Regions from separate parts of the Mus musculus genome. Here region 1 is linked to region 2. The links are chromatin contacts, called in public Hi-C maps. All regions are on one chromosome and are shown on one strand. The core of a region is the stretch at or near the end of the contact, and the rest is flanking DNA. Distances in the headings are between cores, read along the strand shown. Region 1 has its middle 46 kb from the start of Cntln. Region 2 overlaps Bnc2 (basonuclin 2).

Region 1 (6,837 bases), core at 2,390-4,889, 380 kb after region 2:
ATCCAAACCAAAGAAAATATCAAGATAGAATGATAATGACTGAACCCTCTCTCATTCTTCCCGTTTCTTGCCCCATCCAGTAAACAGACTCTGGCTTTCTAACAGTATACTTGGCTTTTGCTTGGTTTTGTGTAAATTGATCCCTGTAGCATATTCTCCCTTCTTTTTCTTCTGCCATGGTTTTTGATTTATCTATGTATCTATGTATCTATGTATGTATGTATGTATGTATCTATCTATCTATCTATCTATCTATCTATCTATCTATTTCACTACCTGAATGTATGGCACTTGCTCCCTTGTTCCCTTGTACAGGCCAACATGCTGTTTTAATTTTTGATTTTTGCAATCAGCATTGTTCTGAACATTCTAGAAGGCCTTTTGCCTGAGCACAAGCATTTGTGTTAGGTGTCTGCCTGAGAGTGGAAACGCTGGGTGGATTAGACTTCACTTTCTGCTGCCCAATCAAAGTGGCTGTACCAACTTGCACTTCAGTGTGTGAAAGATCAAGCTTTCTCACATTCTTTCTGGATATAATTGGAGATTAGTAATTTCAGGTTATTAGCAGTAATCTGACATAATAATTTAAGTCGTTCTGGAGAAGTAGTGATATCACACTTAGATTTTGATCACTTAAGCCCGTAGACTTAAATATCTATGGTTTAGGACGAGTATTTTATGAATGGCTAGCTATATAAGAGTAGAGCTCTTTAAATAAAGATTGAGCAGTTTAAAGATAGGTGTGATTTGAAAAATCTAAGACACTTATTTGTTGAGAAATATCTATTCCATGAAGTTTTACTTGAAATTTTATCATTGACAGTTACTTTTAAATAAAAATTTCTTTAAAGATCATATCCCATTGTGGTGTATTTGTACAACGAGAACTATGTGCATTTTTAAAAATGACTCCAGCAATGCTGAATATAATTTATTTTATTAACTTATCACCATTATCTATCACCCAAGAGTGAGAGAAGCAAGTTGCTTCGTAGGTGATGGCTAGTGAATAGAGTATTCAAGGTAGGAGTAAGACTGAGAAATGAGGCATAGAAGACACAGACATTAAATCTATGGCACTGGGTACATGTGTATAGTGACCTTCAGGAGGCCTTTACATGGCCAGGGAACCTCTGGCTGTTGAGGATGAAAAGTAATGCAGCTGGGAATTATTGTCTTAGGAGTCTAGACCATAAACAAATTAGAGCTTTACCCATAATTGGCTCTGACTGTCACAGACAGGTGCAAATTCTTTTGTATAGAGAGAAAATAGCCTTATCTCCTAGACAGCAAATGTTCATCAACTTCAAATTACACCTCAAATGCTGCTGGTGTCTGGACCATTGATGGATGAGCTAGGTCTTTCCAGGTCTAATGCTGAGTAATGTAAATTAGATTCTCCTGAGTTACGGCTAGTGCAGCTGGAGGGCACACAGCCCTTGCCAGGGCATATCTCAATGCCAACTTCTTGCCAATGTTGTTAATAATATTGGAGCCTGTACATGTGTCACTACTCTCAGCTTTATTAGTGACAATACTCTAGCCCCCCTTTAACTTTTTAAGTTTTGAATAGTGTCTAACTTTAGTTCCATCTTGACTTCAGAAAGCAAATGCTAAATGGTGAAGCGTGCATACAGCTTAGCTTCCTACAACATAGTGGCAGGTAGATCCACTGACTTCAGTCTGAGCTGTGCTCATTGTGGCTTTGTGTGTGATGAAGAATAGACAATGTGGAGAAGGGGAAGAAATGCCAGAGCAGTGTTCTCAGCCTTCCTAATGCTGTGACCATTTCCTACAGTTCCTCATGTTGTGGTGACCCCCACCCAGAAAAATATTTCTATTGCTACTTCGTAGCTATAATGTTGCTACGGTTAGGAATTATAATGCAAATCTCTGTGTTTTCTGGTGGTCTGATATGACCCTGTGAAAGGGCACCCAAAGGGGTCATGGCCCACAGGTTAAGAACCACAGTGATAGGTTATTCTAGTAAGAGAAGAAAGTCGCCACGAGGGAAGCCTATTTCCATTTCTGTCTATCTTAAGGTATATGGATACTTATCCCTGAACCAGAAACATGGCGTTAGTCATGCAGAGAGAAGGGATAGCACTGGAGCCCATGCTAACCACTGGCCGTGAGTGAGAAAGGACCAGAAGGAAGGCAGAAGGTTCTTCTGCAATAAGAGCACACAGAGGATGAAGATTGCAGTTGAGCAATATGCTTTCATGCAATGAAAATGAGAATTCACAAAGTACATGAATATCAAAACAATAAAATATTATTTATAACTCTCAGAACATTCCACAAAAGTTTCTTTTTAACCACAACAATTCAGTCCAGCTACTCTTTGTGCTGAGTATAGCCTTGGTAGAGATCAAATACAGTGTTATAATAATGAAAACAGTTTTTACCACTCAAATTATATCACATATGCTTTATTAAGGTTTCTGTTACCAGCTTCCAAGTTTGTCTCCCTGGCTGTCTCATATACAACTCAGGAGGGGAATCTCGGGTACTCCGACTCACCTGGGTATGCTAACCACTAGAGGGCAACATTGGCCACACACTTATTCTAAGGCTCTTGTGGAGGGCAGAGTAGCTATAGAATGGGCTTCTATACACATAATTAGGTTTTATTGAACAACCAGTGTGGATGGCAATATTGGGTTTTGTGATGTCCGTGTATATGATCACATACTAAAAAGGAGTGGTTGTAATAATACGTCCACTATGTTTGAACATCGTTTTGCAAATGGTCCTTGAATATCAATGACTAGACAATGCACCAATCTTACAATGATTACATCACAAATAGATTCAAATATGGCACTTGAAAACTGTCCAAATGGTAAGTAGAACTAACCAGGGAGTCTGTTCGGCACCTGAATCCTCGAAGGACAGACAAACCTGATTTTCTTTGTTTTACAGCATTTTACAAATTTTTATTATGAAAGGTCAATGATGTTTTTCTCCTATCATAGGAAAATCATCTCTAGTTCCTTACTAAAACACAATTATTATTAGAGGTACAAAGTGGAAAGTGGGTTCTTGTAGAACTATTCATCTTTCATCTGTAGGATTAAGATTATTTCTAATTCACAGAGAACATAATATTAACTGGTTAGTATGTTAAATATCTTCTGAATTCACTCAGGAATTTACAAAAGAGTTTATAATTTTGCTGACTGGCTTCTTCCATTTGCATAAAATGTATGTCACAAATATCAGCTAGTATTTATTTTTCATTTCCTAGAAACTTTAGAAACTCTGTAATGTTCTTGGTTTTTAACAAACAGCCGAAACAGTCTTGGAATATTAATATGACATCAGAAAAATCCAACCATTTAGATTAAGACAATATTTGGTTCATATGTTCTTTAAGCATCAAAGATAAGATGAGGAGCCGTGAAGACTGACAGCTTTCCAGTCGGGGTTGATTAAATTAAGCTCGTTTTGGTAACTAGGAAATGAAGAAACTAGACCACATCAAATAAATAGTCTCAGTTAAGGACAGTGCAGCGGTGACACTGGACAAATGTCAGATTAAGCAGATGCTGCCATCAGTCCATTTGTTGTCATGATTGTAATGTGGCAACTGGCTCCAGAGACAGAGGTATTCTGAAGGAGAGCTTCCTGGGATGGCACTTTTTGTTGACTCCATAAATGAGTATGAGTCATAGTGATGAGGGGATACTGGCTGCCACACCCACAACTGTCAAAGCAGAAACCAGGGGAGAAGAAACCACCAGAGTTTTATTTCTCTTTTGAAAAACAACAACACACACAAATTCCTTAAATTTCCCCTTAAATTTCTCAGGTCTTCTCTCTCTCTCTACTCTCTCTCTCTCTCTCTCTCTCTCTCTCAAAGGGAATTCGACTTCTACTTCAAACATATGTTACAGGCTTTTAAAATATATTTAGAATTTTATTTATGACACACATACCTTAGGTAGCTCAAGAGACCAAAATTCCATCAAGTAAAGAGGTGAACATTCATTACATGACTTCTTTATTTAATTATGAAATACAAAAGCCCATTAGTAGAATGGCCTGTTGGCCTGGAGAGAGGATGCTGGCCTGCCTGCCACGGGGTGGACCTGCAGGTTTCTCTCCTGCTCTAGCTTGCCAAGCTGGCAGGCTTTTGGAGAGCAGAATCAACCTCAAAAAGGAAAAGGAGAAAGATGTGGAATTCTGACCTCTTCGTTATCACCACACTATAAAATACACCCGTGCAAACCTTGCAAACAACAGCTATATGGGTGCCTTATTTTTATTTTATTTTTTTTAATTAGGTATTTTCTTCATTTACATTTCAAATTCTATCCCAAAAGTCCCCCAGCCCACCCTCCACTCCCCTCCCCCCACTCCCACTTCTTGGCCCTGGCATTCCCCTGTACTGGGGCATATAAAGTTTTCAAGACCAAGGGGCCTCTCTTCCCAATGATGGCCGAATAGGCTACCTTCTGCTACATATGCAGCTAGAGACACGAGCTCCGGGGTACTGGTTAGTTCATATTGTTGTTCCAACTATAGGGTTGCCGACCCCTTTAGCTCCTTGAGTACTTTCTCTAGCTCCTCCATTGGGGGCCCTGTGATCCATTAAACAGCTGACTGTGAGCATCCACTTCTGTGTTTGCCAGGCACTGGCATAGCCTCACAAGAGACAGCTATATCAGGGTCCTTTCAGCAAAATCTTGCTGATTCGTGCAATGGTGTCAGTGTTTGGAGGCTGATTATGGGATGGATATACGGGAGCCTTATAAAGTCTTTACTTATTGTTTGAATTTGAATAAAATATATTTTAGGAGAAATGTATGAAATTATAAACCTGAAATCTAGTCTGTGTTCTGCTACCAGCTGTGTGATAGGGCAGAAATCACATTAAATCACTTAAAATGCCTGTTTGTGGTGGTGATTACTAGCTTGGCCTAGCCATAGGAAGTTTCTGCAGATCAAGTAATTTGATGTTGGTGAACATTGCCACACACAGCAGAAAGCAGAGGTCCCTGTTCCAACACCCACGGTTGGTTTGGGTCCTTCCCAGAAATTACTTTCAAAGTCAGGCCTGATTGGCACAATGCACATTTCCTAGGAGTTCCCACCTACTGCTCACAAGTGTTTTGACTGCCAAAGAGCTCAAAAGGAAATGAACTCTGAAAATTTAAAATGAAGGTAAGTTATCTTGATTATCACTCTGTTAAATGATTAGCTTAAATCACTTGAAGGACGGTTCTTTCAGGTGTGCGTGATCGTGTTCATTTTATCGTTAGCAGCTTATTCCTCGGTTCAGCCTACCCATCCTGTCAGGGAAGGGTGAAGATGCAGTACTGCTTTTGCATGTGGGAAATGAAGAGGCACTTTGGCATTAGGGAAGGGTACGTGTCCAAGAGGCGAGAGGAACAAAGCCCAAGCTTAGTCCTCTGAAGCAAAACCTCACTACTCATTTTAGATAAGATTATTTATTTATGCACTTCCAAGGAAATATAGACCAGCAAGAGTAAAAATCCGTTGTTACCCAAACTTCAATTGCCCTAATGCTATTCCAAAATAGGAAAGAATTTGTAGCATCCAGATAATCTAGAGATATTTTGGCTGTTATGTGTTCAGTGAGTATTTACGGAATGTAGGCTGTGCCTGGGCCTGTTCTAGACCCAGTGATAGAAAAAAAAAGTCAAGATACTATCAAATGATGTCACTGTAGGGTGACCATCCTATAGATAACATGGAGGTAAACGGTCAGTGGTGGTGCTATATGCTACTAGTGGCATTCGATTAAAGAAACTGTGGGAAATGACAGTGAGGGTATTTGAGGAAAGGAAGCATCCGTCAAGGCTGAGATGTGGTGGGCCTGGGTGGGTGGGCCAGTTAGAACCCGTAGTCACTGCAGTTCTTGAGTTTCGTTACAGTAGATCATGGATGTCGCCGACTCATGGAATCCGTTGTAGCAAATCTTGTTTTGGAGTCTTTATGTAAACACCTAAGCACTCCATTCAATTATTAGTTGTCAGTTATTTTTTATTTTTTTTAGTAAAATTCTCTTCACACAGAATCCCTATTCTAATCACTTGTAATAGTCTCAGCCACAGTACCACATTACCTATCAAAGGTCTTTGATCAAACTCACAGGCAAACCTGCCTGTAACCAGAGCTGAGTTAGATAAGAACAGAATCATTCGCTTTCCTGTGCACAAGTTTCATATTTCTGCACACAAAGAAATAAGCATGTATTCTTCTATGCTGTCTAGAATATTGTTTGTTTGTTTGTTTGTTTTGTAAACTGGGACCTACCCCTAAAAAATACAAATGACATTTAGATCCAGTAATACGCATATCATATGATCTGACGTCCTTCTTTTTAAATGCTAGTTGTGACCTACCCAGTTGATTTTATGACACTCAGTTGATCTCCTTATGGGTTTCCATGCAGTTTGAAAATCCTTCTTTAGCATTTATAGTGCAATGTTGGACACAAATTTAGGGGTTAATTTAAAAAAAAAATAAACCCGCTTACTAATTGATTGCTTAATCAGAATGTTGCTTTCAGTTACACAGAAGGGAAAGCCTTTGAACTCAGAACCTAAATTGCTAAATAAAGGACGTCAGGAAAATTAAGGGGAGCAGGGCCATCTTTCTTAGGAATGTGACTCTTATTAGTCTAAGATCTAACCCTTGATGCCATTGGCATGGAGAAGAAACAAGGAACAAATAGTGACAGGTAGTGACACACCCGATCTCACAGCATCCTGGCTTAAAGTGTGTGTGTGAGAACAGAGTCAGACGTGAAGGAGCTGGGTGGGTATCACTCATTATTCTGGATCCTACACATCTGCTGGGTTTAGC
Region 2 (6,934 bases), core at 1,292-3,791:
TCTGGTCATTCACATTAAGTCTGGCCAACTGGAATCATTTTTTGTTTCAAATTGTGTAGGGGTGAGATACCGTTAGCATTACATCATCTTCTAATGGATGAGCAGATAGTTGGGGCCCTAAAAAGAAACATACCTAGGAAGAAAGCAGAGAGCCTTCTTAAATAATGGCCTCTTCAGCACAGATGTGCACACCAAGTACTACTTTCTTATGTTTGCCTACAGACCTCACTCAGTATGTCTTCAGAATGCTTAAAGAGGATAAGACAATGGGAATACAGAGCCACTCATCATGGCATCATATTCAGCTACATGTCACACTCTAATGAAGAATTCTGAAGCTGGGATAAAACAAACCTTGGCAATTATTGTGTCACTACGTGAAAGCAAAAGACCACATATATATCTATGTGTGAAGATACATAGACACACACACACATACTCAGATAGATAGATAGATAGATAGATAGATAGATAGATAGATAGATATACACACACAGAAACACACACACATATATATACATGCATGTGTGTATATATATATTTGTATGTATATGCATATACATGTGTATATATCCACATGCATATGTATATACATACAAATACACACATGAATACACACATGTATGTGTGTATACATATGAATATACACATATATACATATAGTCACATATATACACATGTATACATAGATATATAATATTTATACACATGTATATATACAAAAACACATATATACACATGCATACATACATATATGATATATATACATATACGTACTGTTTTACCATTAAAATATTAAATGCAAAGTCAGACAAATGCTCAAAGATATAACAAATGTCTAACTGAATGACTTGGAAGCAAATTCCAGAATTTCATTGCCTACCCAGGAGAGGTAACGAAAGGTACACTTCCCAGGTAGTCCTTCTTCATCTCAGAACTCACATCAAGTATCAGCCATGAGGAGAGTTAGGTACAAAAGCAAGAGAAACTAACAACGAAACACCAGCTGCAACTTGGGATTGGATTCCAAAGTCCGATTTACACCTCAGCCTAGCTCTGTGCTGCTCTCAGTTCCCCTTGTTTCTGGCTCAGTCTACTAACTCTGTGTCAATTGTTCACTGGCCACCTTTCTTCTGTTCCCTTTCTCCCTAATCAGGCTTCCAGAGGTCAATGGTCCCCCCTAGAAATGAGTACAAAGTGCTGAAGTATTCCCTGCCATGAGTCATCTTAATAGATACTCTAGTGGCGGCCTGTGGCCCAGCAGTGAGTCCGGAAAGCAGAGCTTTTAATAAAGCAGCACTTGCACACGCTCACAGCCCCATTAATTTAATACCTGCCGCTTGTTTACCAAACAGCACAGGCATGTCTCCGTGTCGATAACTTCCCAGTGACAGTGAGGCGACTGAATGTGGGCAGGGAACAGATGCACCTTTTTACGCTCTGTTAAACCATGTCACAGACTACAGCCCCTGAGCGCATTCCTTTATTTATGCTGTAGCCAGTTGAGCTAATTGTCAGAGACAGACCTGGTTCTAATTCTGCAGAGTGCCGCAACTGCAGGAGCATATGTGCTGAGGCATGAACGGTGCAGAGCTCTAAAAGGAAACGGTTAGAAAACGGAGTCAGAGGGTGGACGCATAATCTGCCAATAGACTACCCACAAAGACTTCAAAAATGTCACCTTTGCAATAGTAGATTAGGAGAGAGGGGGCAAAGGTACAGCGTTGGGAGGATTCAAAGGAACGTGAATTTGAAAGCAAATGCCTATGCACAGACAATACACCATCTGCAGAATCCACTCTACTGTGGCTGTAGTTCACCCTATGCAGGTGTGAAACACTCAGTCTCAAAGACTACCCCATAGAGGGCTAAGGGGCGACACAGTGCAGCCCAGCGGCTCTGCACAACCCCAGTAACAAACACTGCAAACACCCTAGTCCAACTCTATTAGTGACAAAAATATTTGAAAGACTCATTCATCCACCCATAAACTCTAGTGAGCTTGGACAAAGGAACTCCCGTTTATTGTTCTCCACATATCCTGTGGTATTAGCAGTGTTTCTTATTAACTGCAATACCACACTCATATTTTATCAGTAGCGAGAGTTCACTCCAGTTAAAAGTTCTTCACCCGTCATGGACATTTTTCAGCAAATTAATATCTTTTACTTGCATGACTTCTCTTCATATTACAGTTTGGGGTTTAAATGGATCATGATACTTTGCAGAAAGGGGAAAAAAAAAGACAAAAAGAGCTTAGTGTTGATAATTTTTACTACTTATGACTAAATGACCTCAACTGAAGAATAAAAAATTAAGTCATTTGTCTTATGAGGTACAGAGGACATTTTATGGTGAACAATTTAACTAATAATGGGTTGGGGCCAGTCCTTAACAAGTCACATGCTTCCATTGTCCCTTCACCCTCTGCTTATGTTTTTACCACATCCTAACAAAAACATGACCAGAACTGGTGAAAACCATACGGTTCCAACTAATGAATCACATAGTTTCCCGCAAGTACAGTAAGTACTACCAGCTGTGTGACAGTCTGACTTTGGCACTGGAACCAGTGCCGAAAAGGCAGGCCCATTTGAACGCAGCTGTATTGAAAAACCACAAGCAATGTAAGTGTGTCTGCCTGCTCGGGGCGGCTCTGTCTCTGCTCTGTCCTTAGAAAATGCCAGGCATCTTGTTTAGAAAAAGTCTCAGGAATTACAGAGATAAGGAGAAAACCCCACAAAATGTAAAAACATACTGTTTTCAGAAAATGTCACTTTGTAAAGCAGAATGCCATAAGAAAGCAATAAAAGGAGCGGATGTGGACACATACAGAGACACATGTGGGACGGGTCACATGCCTTGACTGAAGGTGGCCTATATACATGTATCTGAGTAAGAGAGGGGACAGAGTGGGCAAGGAATGACAGTAAACACGGATGCTCACCGACAGACACACTCTCTCTCTCTCTCTCTCCCCCCCCCTCTCTCTCTCTCTCTCTCTCTCTCACACACACACACACACACACACACACACACACACACACACCTGAAACCACACAGAGAAAACAACACCCAGACTTTTCAACTGATGTCTCACTAGTGACCGCATGAATTCCTACTATTTAAATTTGCCCTTCACACAAGAGTAAGTTTCACTTGTAAATCAAGAGCATTCTGGAAAAAAAAAAAAATAAAGCAACCTCCCTGGCAAGCTGAAGGTATTTTTACATGCACGCACTTTTTCTTGCTGCACACCATCATTCCCATGAATAAATATCACTGAAAGGGAGAGATATGCTCCACTTTCCTAATCTAGACGTGTTAATGTGGAAAAAGCAGAAATCGTTTTTAAGTGTCTGTTGTGACAAGGCAGTAGCTGTTACATTTCACTATTACTTAGTGATTGGTAGTAGGGTTAAGTATCAAGCTGAGAAAAACAAATACCTAGGGATATTGTTTTCCACTAAGTCTCAACTAAAAACGAATAATAACAACGGTCAAACACTTTATTTGTTGGCTAGCGTTTTAAATACAAGGAAGCCAGTGTAGGACTAACGGAAAGGTCTGCCTTTGATGTTTGCTTTTATCGCCTAATTAGCCAAACACGTTATTTTTAGCTTGTGTCAAAAAGACGCTTGGTTCAGCAGTAATCTAATCCAAAAGTCATAACAACACTACATCTTCTTTTTTTGTTTATACCACAGTTCTATGGATATTTTTTGTTTGTTTTTATGCAGCTAAGAATTGCCACATGAAGTGCAACTTTGACCCTTGGGATTTAAATTCATTCTTAGTGAATTCAGGTGCACTTGGTGAGGGCCAGGTCCAAAGCAACCGTTCATCAAATCTATCACTAGAGCTGGCTCGGGCCAGAAAGATGGCACCACACCTTCCTCAATGAGACAAGGCAAATGAGGGAAATCCACTCAGGTTTGAAAGACCACAGCTACCCATAAATAAGAACAGCACACAGAGCCACAGAGAAGCCACAGGGAGATATTAAGCTTTTTGTTTGTTTGTTTGTTTGTTTTGGTTGGTTGGTTGGTTGGTTGGTTTGGTTTGGTTTTTCCAAGACAGGGTTTCCCTGTGTAGCCCTGGCTGTCCTGGAACTCACTCTGTAGACCAGGCTGGCCTTGAACTCAGAAATTCGCCTGCCTCTGCCTCCCAAGTGTTAGGATTAAAGGCGTGCGCCACCACGCCCAGCGATGTTACACTTTTAAAACACTACAGTACTAAATCACTAGCTAACATGGAACCTCAAAGCAGAAAGTTCAAAACCAACTTATGAAAGTACATGATCCAACTCTGTCAAGGAAAGGCAAGTATAAACCAGACTTTTAATACAGTTCCTAAGAAAACATCAAAACTTAATGATTTTATGATACAGATGATGCTCATAACACACGGGTAAGCAAATAACAGCTTACATTATATACATTATACTCTTTGGTTTTAAAATGAATATGGGAGAGGAAAAAAAAGCTAGCTAGAAGCACCCTAAAAACTTTAACACTGTATGGGCAGAGCTATTAAGAGTAAACTTGCAGTAAAATTATATTAACTCATGTAAACTACATGAAGAAAAAAGTGCTCCCCCCTTTTCTATCAATATAATTTTTTTAAAAAATAAAATCTCTGGTTCTCACTAGAAGCTATACTTGAAATCTCATTACTGTAATGTATGGAGAGAAGCTTTGGGGGTGGGTTGCTGTTGTCGGTTTTGTTATTTTTTTGTTTGTTTGTTTGTTTGTTTTGTTTTTAAATCAAAAGCTGCCTTATATTCAAACATTGTTATCAACCTCTTGAGGAAAGGTTTCTGTATGTGGCTTCCTCCCCTCCCCTCACCTCATCACTTCCATGCCCAAGCATACTTTCACAATTTGGGCGACAAATGAGGCTGTGTTGATTCAGAGTTTACATAATTAATGGTCCATAAACCTAAATCTTTATCTTACAAATAAATGCAACACCTTATTTAAATAGAGCCTCTAACTCAGCACTCCGATGTTCACACTGACTCATCTTCCATGCTTCATCCCCAAATGCAACAGTGGGCCTGCAGAACACACCCCAGGCTTGGAGTACTCTACTGTTAAGTATGGATACCCCGGTTCAAACATGGATGAGATAGACAGCTTCATAAGCAACTCAATCACACATCCTGTCATTGAGAGGAGTTATTGTTACAGAAGCGTTTGAAATGACTATTGGATAGACTCCTGAGTATGTGTAGATACCCACATGGAAAAGACTACTGACCAAAAGTTCAACAAATGTAAACACAGCTTTAGTCCCTGCTTTTTTGTTTTTGTTGTTTTGTTGGTTTGGTTTGGTTTGGTTTGGTTTGGTTTTTCCAGACAGGGTTTCTCTGTACAGCCCTGGCTGTCCTGGAACTCACTCTGTAGACCAGGCTGGCCTCGAACTCAGAAATCCACCTGCCTTTGCCTCCCGAGTGCTGGGATTAAAGGCGTGTGCCTCCACACCCAGCTCCTGGTTTTCTCAACGAATACTCAGAAGCCCTCTAGGCACACAGTTCCTCAAGAGCCAGAGCCTCCCCTATTTGTCTGCTGTGTCTTCAGTATGATGGAAGCACTAGTCTTGCCCTTCTTATATCCTACCCCCCACCCCTGAGACAGGGTTTCTCTGTATAGCTCCAGTTGTCCTGGAACTCTGTAGACCAGGCTGGCCTCAAACTAAGAAATCCACCTGCCTCTGCCTCCTAAGTGCTGGAATTAATGTGTGCCACCACTGTCTGGCGTTAACAGTGTTTAGTCTTTGATCTCAAGGGGGCCGGGGGGGGGGGGACAAAACACAGACAGACAGATAGACAGATGCACATTCCAGGTCTCTTGCCTCTCCAGCAGCTCATTGTTATGACCTTTATCATTAGAGAAGACTTTTTAAAAAATAACTAACCAAGGTTGCTATGGCTATGTATGTTTCAGGAAAACAAAGAAAGACTAGGTGGAAAAGAATCAAGATTTCTAAGTCACTGTATCAGATCAATTTGTGCCAAACGGACAAAAAAAATCTGTAAAGAGGATGTTTTGTCAAAGCCCTGGCTATTGTACATTATTATCAGGCCAAACAAAACCTAGATAAATTATTAAGTTGATAAGGTTACTTGAATGAGTATTCCAAGTAAGTCAAAAACAGTGTGCACTGAGCTCCTGGTCACATTTTTGAGTATCCATTATTCTGGGGAGCTGCCATCCCACCTTGAACTGAGGCGCCATCTCAATCCCAAATTTAATTCATTTGGTAAGATGACAGGCGCATTATGCGCACGCGAGTGTGTGCGCACACACACACACACACACACACACAAATTGTGATACAAATTTTGACAACATCCAAATTTAGTATCAACTACATTTATGTAAAATCTATACCCCATAAAAGCAACGTTCGTGAGGATTCCTACTACAATACTCCAGGGGAAAACAATATAATCAGGTTTTATAGAAACTTGGTTTCTTAATACCAGCTGGTAATATTAGGGCCCTGAAGCCTGAGACCTGATCCTATTAAAATCCAGATACCAGCTATTATACCTAACATTGTTGCTTCACTCAGACTTAGCATGAAGAAGAGCCTATCTGAAACAGGCTCTATTTAATACAATGTGGTTTTAATTGGAGTCTGGTTTAGATGAGCCACCTGTATTTCATCTTTTTAAAATTATCCATAATTTTCTGCGCAATTTGCCTCTGCAACATAACGAACAGCAGTTACTTGAAGATTATTGCCATTGTCTAGGAAAAGAAGGCAAAATCCTCTGCTTGTTAACATATGATGTCCCTGTAACAATGATCAAAATCAGTAGGTTGGGGTTCTGCTCTGTCCCTGTTCACAGAAAGCCAAGACTGTAAGTTTATGAATCATATTGAGCCTTTCCTAGAAAGACAAGTTAATGCCCTTACTTTTGCTC

Evidence for each region. A called contact is a pair of places that touch in the nucleus more often than the background predicts.
Region 1: a contact with region 2 is called in a Hi-C map of the C2C12 cell line, with 2.1 times the contacts expected there. The contact joins two enhancer-like sites. A contact is called at or near these places in 2 of 484 Hi-C or Micro-C datasets (the C2C12 cell line and the N1E-115 cell line).

The regions. Positions count from the first base shown.
Region 1 is chr4:84,834,637-84,841,473 of GRCm38.p6, forward strand. No RefSeq gene overlaps it. Among named protein-coding and RNA genes, the nearest start is that of Cntln, 46 kb to the right of the region's middle. Within about 2 kb of position 3,640, at least 3 of the 459 cell types and tissues checked have an H3K27ac peak or open chromatin away from gene starts, as enhancers often do. A contact at or near this core is called in the C2C12 cell line, where this site is marked.
Region 2 is chr4:84,455,215-84,462,148 of GRCm38.p6, forward strand. The region is part of intron 3 of Bnc2 (basonuclin 2); the gene reads right to left. Among named protein-coding and RNA genes, the nearest start is that of Bnc2, 220 kb to the right of the region's middle. Within about 2 kb of position 2,542, at least 49 of the 459 cell types and tissues checked have an H3K27ac peak or open chromatin away from gene starts, as enhancers often do. A contact at or near this core is called in the C2C12 cell line, where this site is marked.